2 separate regions of the Mus musculus genome follow, and region 1 is linked to region 2. The links are chromatin contacts, called in public promoter capture Hi-C maps. All regions are on one chromosome and are shown on one strand. The core of a region is the stretch at or near the end of the contact, and the rest is flanking DNA. Distances in the headings are between cores, read along the strand shown.

Region 1 (3,373 bases), core at 40-2,539, 220 kb after region 2:
GAATAAATAAAAGTTAAACCCTATTCCTACTGCCAGGTCAAAAACTGCTACACTGTAATAGGTGTTAGATTCCCCAAAATGCAGGTTTTGGCTATTTTTGTAATAATAGTTCACAACAGCTCAATGCTGGACTAGTTACTGAAATTTGTGACCTCTAACACAGCTGTAATTAAGCTGATCAAATCTAATCATTCAACACCCAGTTCAAAACAAAACCCTAGCAATAAACAAGAGAATTAATTGTGTTTTTACCACACTAAACCTAACAAGGGCCTTTAGATTTGGAAAAGAGATATAAAGGTAGGTAGTAGGTCTTTGCCAATCTATTCTCCCCGTAAATAAGGTCGGCAACTAGATGGTCAGAATTAATAGAAGTGTATTAGAATCTAGAGTGAAGAGACAGAGGGTAGACCAGGAAAGGGAATGGGGTGAGGATTGGAGGAGTCGTGAGTCCAGGAGGGGGCCGAGGAAGCTCTCTCTGGGTTCTTCCGGAAGCAGGATATGAAAACGGAATCCCTAGGAGACCCAGGAACCATCCATCTCTCTTTATTAAGGCCATCTGCAAGTCTCAATTGAGAAGGAGGGAATTCCACAGCACACCCACATCAAGAGCATTTATAGAGACCCATCACTTCCTTAAAGCTGCAAACGTGCCTGCCCACTTGTGCATCCATGAATTTATTTGCTATCTCGGCCAACTGCAGCTTTCACTGACAATGTCCAGAACCAATCATCTCCAATCATAGCCCTGCCTCTCCACCGACAGGTGAAAGACATAGGTGTCAGCCAATAAAAAATAAGAATGAGTATGTGAAGGCTGGACTCTGCCCCATTTACTTCAATGCATTCAGTAATTGGTAGAAAGGTTTGAGCAGCTGATATCAACCACCAATCCGTAAGGGCGGAAGAGGATGAAGGGCAGCGCGATGGGCGGGGGTGACGTGGCAATGACAGAAGCATAAACTGTAATGACTGACGGAAGTACTAGCCATTCGGAGGCCAAACCGGCCGTGAGCTCTGCATTCTCCCGTCCTCGGACTTCGGAAAGCCACCAATGATTTTGTAGCCCTGCCTGATTGGCTTTCCTGTTAGCCAATCGAAAGCAGGCCTGGAGGACGCGTCGCGCCTTGAGCTTCTCACTGGGCGGAGTAGCATGACAGGCCCGAGAGAAATGCCAATGTCCGCGGGGTCTTCCGCAAGTGACACTTGGCGGCACCAATCGCCGCCCTCCTTCCCGGCAGTCGAGCCCTCCTTCCCGCGGCGGGGCTGGCGGGGCGGGGACGCTGCGCGGCGGCGGCTGAAGCGCTAGCCGTGTTGGGCGCTCCGGGCGGCGGCGGCGGAGCTCGTAGGCGGTTCCGGTCGTGTCTCTCCGGGCGGCGGCGGCTCATGGCGGCGACCGAGCTGAGAGGAGTGGTGGGGCCGGGCCCGGCAGCCATCGCGGCTCCGGGCGGCGGCGGCGCGGGTCCACCCGCGGTGGGAGGCGGCGGCGGACGCGGGGACGCGGGGCCCGGCCCCGGGGTGGCGGCCGCGACGGCGGCGACGGCGGGCGGCCCGGGCCCCGGGGCCGGAGGAGTGGCGGCAGGCGGCCCGGGCTCTGCACCGCCAGCCGCGGGCTCGGGCGGTTCGGGCGCCGGGGGCTCGGGCTCGGCTAGAGAGGGCTGGCTCTTCAAATGGACCAATTACATCAAAGGCTACCAGCGGCGATGGTTCGTGCTGAGCAACGGGCTCCTAAGCTACTACAGGTAACTGCTTCCGGGGCGCCACGCTCACCTGGCCTCCCCCCCTGTGCAGCCCACAGACCCGCGCTGTCACTCTCCGCCGGCTGGCTTCACTGCCAAGGTCGCCCTGGGTCGCTGTCTGTCACCTGCACAGGTTGACAGCTTGCAGAAGTCAGAACCTGCAGATTTGACACACTGCTCTTGTCTCCGCTGTCACCCGCCCCTAGTGCCTCATCTGCCTCCATCCCTGGGTCTTTCCTGTCAGCAATTGTTTGGAGAGCATCTGCTCTGCCATTGTATTTCCGCTACCACGTGGGTGCAATCGCTAATTCTGCAAGTAAGGCACTGTTGTGAAGCTGGAGGGGCACAGACAGCGCGAGCCCGGGCACTGTCCCTCAGGAACTTACAGTGGAAGTTACAACTCCTAACTTTTTGTGCTCTAGTCTCTAAAATTTAATGTTTCTGATACACCCTTGATATACCTGCCCATGTCTACTCAGAATACACATTCCGACATCAGAATACCACACACAGGGAGACTTTGGGATTCTGTCCACCATATGTCTTACCTCTTCAAGCATGCGCGTACTTTCTCGGTCTAGACAGTCCACAATAGAGATGTGTACTCTACCATAGCTTTTACTTTTGCCTGCCCCACCTCTTCCCATGGGAATGACTGTCTTATCCAGCAGTCACCGTGCACCTTTTAGTTTTATTTAAGATTAAGTTTTATTAAAGGAAGAACACATGTTTTTGAAATGATTGTTAAGGTTTCACAGTGCTTATTTTGGTATGGTTAATGTATACTTACTGTGACTCATAGCATGGTCATAACATGTCACACTTCGGGGCTTATATTACTAGACAGAGGTGTTGAGAGGTGATTGGAGGACAGGTTATAAGCTTTCCCAACAGCCTTGCATTGTGGCTGGATGTCTTACATGCAACTGTTCATTTAGTGCGCATAGATCTCCTATCTCCCTGGGAGTTAGGACATGTTCCCATGTTCTTGACAAGAAAGCAGACTCAGCATGCGCAGCTCTCCCAGGGTCTTGGAGAAATCAGGATTTGAAACTACTCTTCATACTTTAAAACCTAAAACCTAGGTTAGTGCTACGTGAACCAGTTAGATACAGAGATAATCACCTAAGACACGGTTTAGGTTTATAGAGTGTGTTACAGTGTGTCTCATGAAGAAAGTACCGAAGTCTACTCTAAGAGGGATTTGCTTAGTATAATAATAACGCCATTTCTGGTTGAAATCTCTTCCCACAGTCCATCCAGTTTGGGAACCCAAGACACTGCTGGGGGCGTGGCTCAGCCTGTATTCCTTTTCAATTTCACCAGTAGTTTCTCTCCTATCAGGAGGCCCATGGGGGACGAATAACCTCCATGAACATCGTTGGCTTGGCTCGTAGAGAATTTTAAAGAAAGCCTGAAGACGAGAGTTATAGGCTGTTGGTGGGAACATTTTTATCGCTCCTCACATAGAAAATGCCTTAGCTCATCCTTGATGCTTAAGCAACGTTAGTTGTTTAGTAGGTGTGACATTTTCATTATTGTGTTCTGAATTAATTTTAATATAACCCTTTCTCCTACTCATCTATAACTCATTTTAGGATTATAACATACATTTAAAGTTTTAGTTTGGCTCA
Region 2 (3,136 bases), core at 150-2,649:
GGAAGCCAGCACATTAGTAGACTGACTTCAGTCAACACTGGAGCCAAGAAGTGGGAGTGGGTAGGTAGGGGAGCAGGACTTGTACAAAGCTCAAGTCTAAGTGAATCAAAGAACTCCACATAAAACCAGAGACAGTGAAATTAATAGAGGGTTAGGGTCACTTAGACTTGAGCTTTGTACAAGGAGATAGGAATGGATGGATTCGCATTCTTCTACATGATAACCGCCAGTTATGCCAGCACCATTTGTTGAAAAATGCTGTCTTTTTTCCACTGGATGGTTTTAACTCCCTTGTCAAAGATCAAGTTACCATAGGTGTATGGATTCATTTCTGGGTCTTCAATTCTATTCCATTGATCTTCAATTCTATTCCATTGATCTACCTGTCTGTCGCTGTACCAGTACCATGCAGTTTTTATCACAATTGCTCTGTAGTACAGCTTGAGGTCAGGCATGGTGATTCCCCCAGAGGTTCTTTTATTGTTGAGAGTAGTTTTTGCTATCCTAGGTTTTTTGTTATCCCAGATGAATTTACAAATTTCCCTTTCTAACTCAGTGAAGAATTGGAATTTTGATGGGGATTGCATTGAATCTGTAGATTGCTTTGGACAGGATAGTCATTTTGACTATATTAATTCTGCCAATCTATGAACATGGGAAATCTTTCCATCTTCTGAGATCTTCTTCAATTTCTTTCTTCAGAAACTTGAAGTTCTTTTTTTTTAAAGATTTATTTATTTTATGTATATGAGTACACTGTAGCTCTCTTCAGGCACACCAGAAAAGGGCATCAGATCCCATTACAAGTGGTCGTGAGCCACCATGTGGTTTCTGGGAATTGAACTCAGGACCTCTGGAAGAGCAGTCAGTGCTCTTACCCGCTGAGCTATCTCTCCAGCCCTTGAAGTTCTTATCATACAGGTCTTTCACTTCCTTAGTTAGAGTCACACTAAGGTATTTTATATTATTTGTGACTATTGTGAAGGGTGTTGTTTCCCTAATTTCTTTTTCATTCTGTTTATCCTTTGTGTAGAGAAAGGCCACTTATTTGAGTTAATTTTATATCCAGCTACTGCACTGAAGCTTAAACATCTAAGTCTTAATAAAAAATCATTGCAGATAAGCATCAGGAGGCTATTGGCATAGGAGAAGTCCTGTCTATAATCACACATTAGCCATATTTCCTACCTGTTACTAGGAGTTTGTTAAGAGACACTCATTGTCTTTGCTGCATTACCCAACCTTCAGGCTCATACCATTCTGCTACTTAGAAGTCACCTTTACATACCATGGAGGGCCTAGCCAGTAAGTAAACTCAGATAGGCAAATGGGAATGAGCTGTATCAAGGTAGGAGGGGTCAGCATAGGTAGCTAGGAGTGACTGGCTTTACAGCAGACTATTACAAAAATAAGTGCACACAGGAGAAGGTAGAGGAACACTTCACTAGCAAACACTAGTGTTCGTGGAAAGGGAGACGTGGACAGGCATGGCTTGGCTTACCCTCTACCTCCTAAGTGTTCTCTGGGCTGTGGCAGGAACCAGCACCCGTGCCCAGAGCTCTTGCTGTGAGTATAATGATTGTTCTGATGGGAAAGGAGCAGACCCCTCCAGGGGCAGAGATTTCAGGCACAGTTGTGCTGATGAAAATGAGGAGGAACAGCAGTCACTATAGGAGTATCAAAGAGGTGGACATAAGACAGGGCGGAGACATGTTCCATGGGCCGTCATCCATGGAAGCCATCTTTCATGACTTTAGAGCACAATTCTCTGAGAGTCAGATCAATGCATTTTTTTATTGAAAGAGACTGAATTATGACTTCAGGCATGTTGGTTGCTGGAACAAGGCCTATACTTAGTGGTAACTGAGAGCCCAAATATTTGCTGAGAACAAATTATGTCTCAAATCATCAAGAGTCTTCACGTAGAGGGAAGAGAGGAGGGAAATGAATATAAAAGAAATCAGTGACTTCTGGGAAGTGTTAGAAATCATGTTAATTACCTCTGAGCTGTACCACTCAGAGTTGGCACAGGAGAAATCACTTTAAATATAGAAATCACTGGAGAAAGTGTAAGAACTAATGCACCTCTAAAAAAAAATGTTGTTATTTTCTGTATTCCTCTTCTATTACTTGATCCCCAAAAGCTCTCAAGCCTTCTGCTAAAAGGCCTAAAAGACACAGAAATTCTGTTCCCGAGAAAGGGGCAGAGGACTGAGGAGAAAGAGGGATGAGTGATGATTTTTGTGTCATTGCTTTCCTCTTTTCAGCTGTGCCCCCAGATCAGCAACCCTGGGTCGATGGCCTACAAGCGCTCATGGAGAACTCGGTGACTGACTCAGACTTCCCAAACCCCAGCATCCTGATTGCCATGAACCTGGCCGGCGCCTACAACGTGGAGGCCCAGAAACTCCTGACTTACCAGCTCATGGCCAGTGACAGTGCAGGTTAGACACTGGAGCCCCTCCCTGCAACCTGAATCTTCCACGCACAGGCCACGCCCAGACCCCAGCTCTGTGTCATCGCCCACCCCAGAGCTACCTCTGATGACACTTCACTCACCCTACACAGCAGCAGGGCATCTGTACACATGAGACAGCAGAACTATCAGGAAAGGGGGCAGGCAGGGATGCTCAGGGAACAACATGGGGGCTTCTGATTCCAGACCTGCTGCTTATAAATAAGTCACCAGATGCCACTTATTCACCGAGCCCTCCAAGGACAAAAACAATAATAAATGACAGTAACAACAAAGTTTGGGGTCCACTTACTTCCCAGGAATTGCCTGAGGGTTCAAAGTGCATAACCAAGTTTACTTTCCACCTGTCAGCTTCCATGGACTTGTACAGACATTCTCACTTCTTTTATAAACAGATGCCAGGCATTGTTCTTTAGTGTATACTAATTATATAACGAGTTTCATTATGCAGTCATTGAGTCACACAGACAACACTAGATTCAATGTTTCCTCGGGAATTTGTTTCTGTATCTCCTTCTTTGGAAAAAGAAGAGTTTAAAATCCTGTGAGTACACTGTGAAAAATCCAAATCCCAGATGGGAGGCTGGGACACTCACCTGTCACCCCAGCTCTCAGCAGGAGCATCTCTGTGAGTTCCTGAGCAGCCAGGGATACAGAGTG

What was found. Promoter capture Hi-C pulls out the DNA fragments that hold promoters and counts their contacts.
Region 1: a contact with region 2 is called in a promoter capture Hi-C map of embryonic stem cells, with 2.3 times the contacts expected there. A contact is called at or near these places in 4 of 39 promoter capture datasets (the 3T3-L1 cell line, embryonic stem cells, liver and 1 more).

The regions. Positions count from the first base shown.
Region 1 is chr19:11,964,555-11,967,927 of GRCm38.p6, forward strand. Osbp (oxysterol binding protein) reads left to right here and starts at 1,290. Exons shown (of 14, transcript NM_001033174.1): 1 at 1,290-1,742. The coding sequence starts at 1,387.
Region 2 is chr19:11,746,160-11,749,295 of GRCm38.p6, forward strand. It overlaps Cblif (cobalamin binding intrinsic factor), which reads left to right and starts at 1,400. Exons shown (of 9, transcript NM_008118.3): 1 at 1,400-1,566; 2 at 2,268-2,444. The coding sequence starts at 1,488.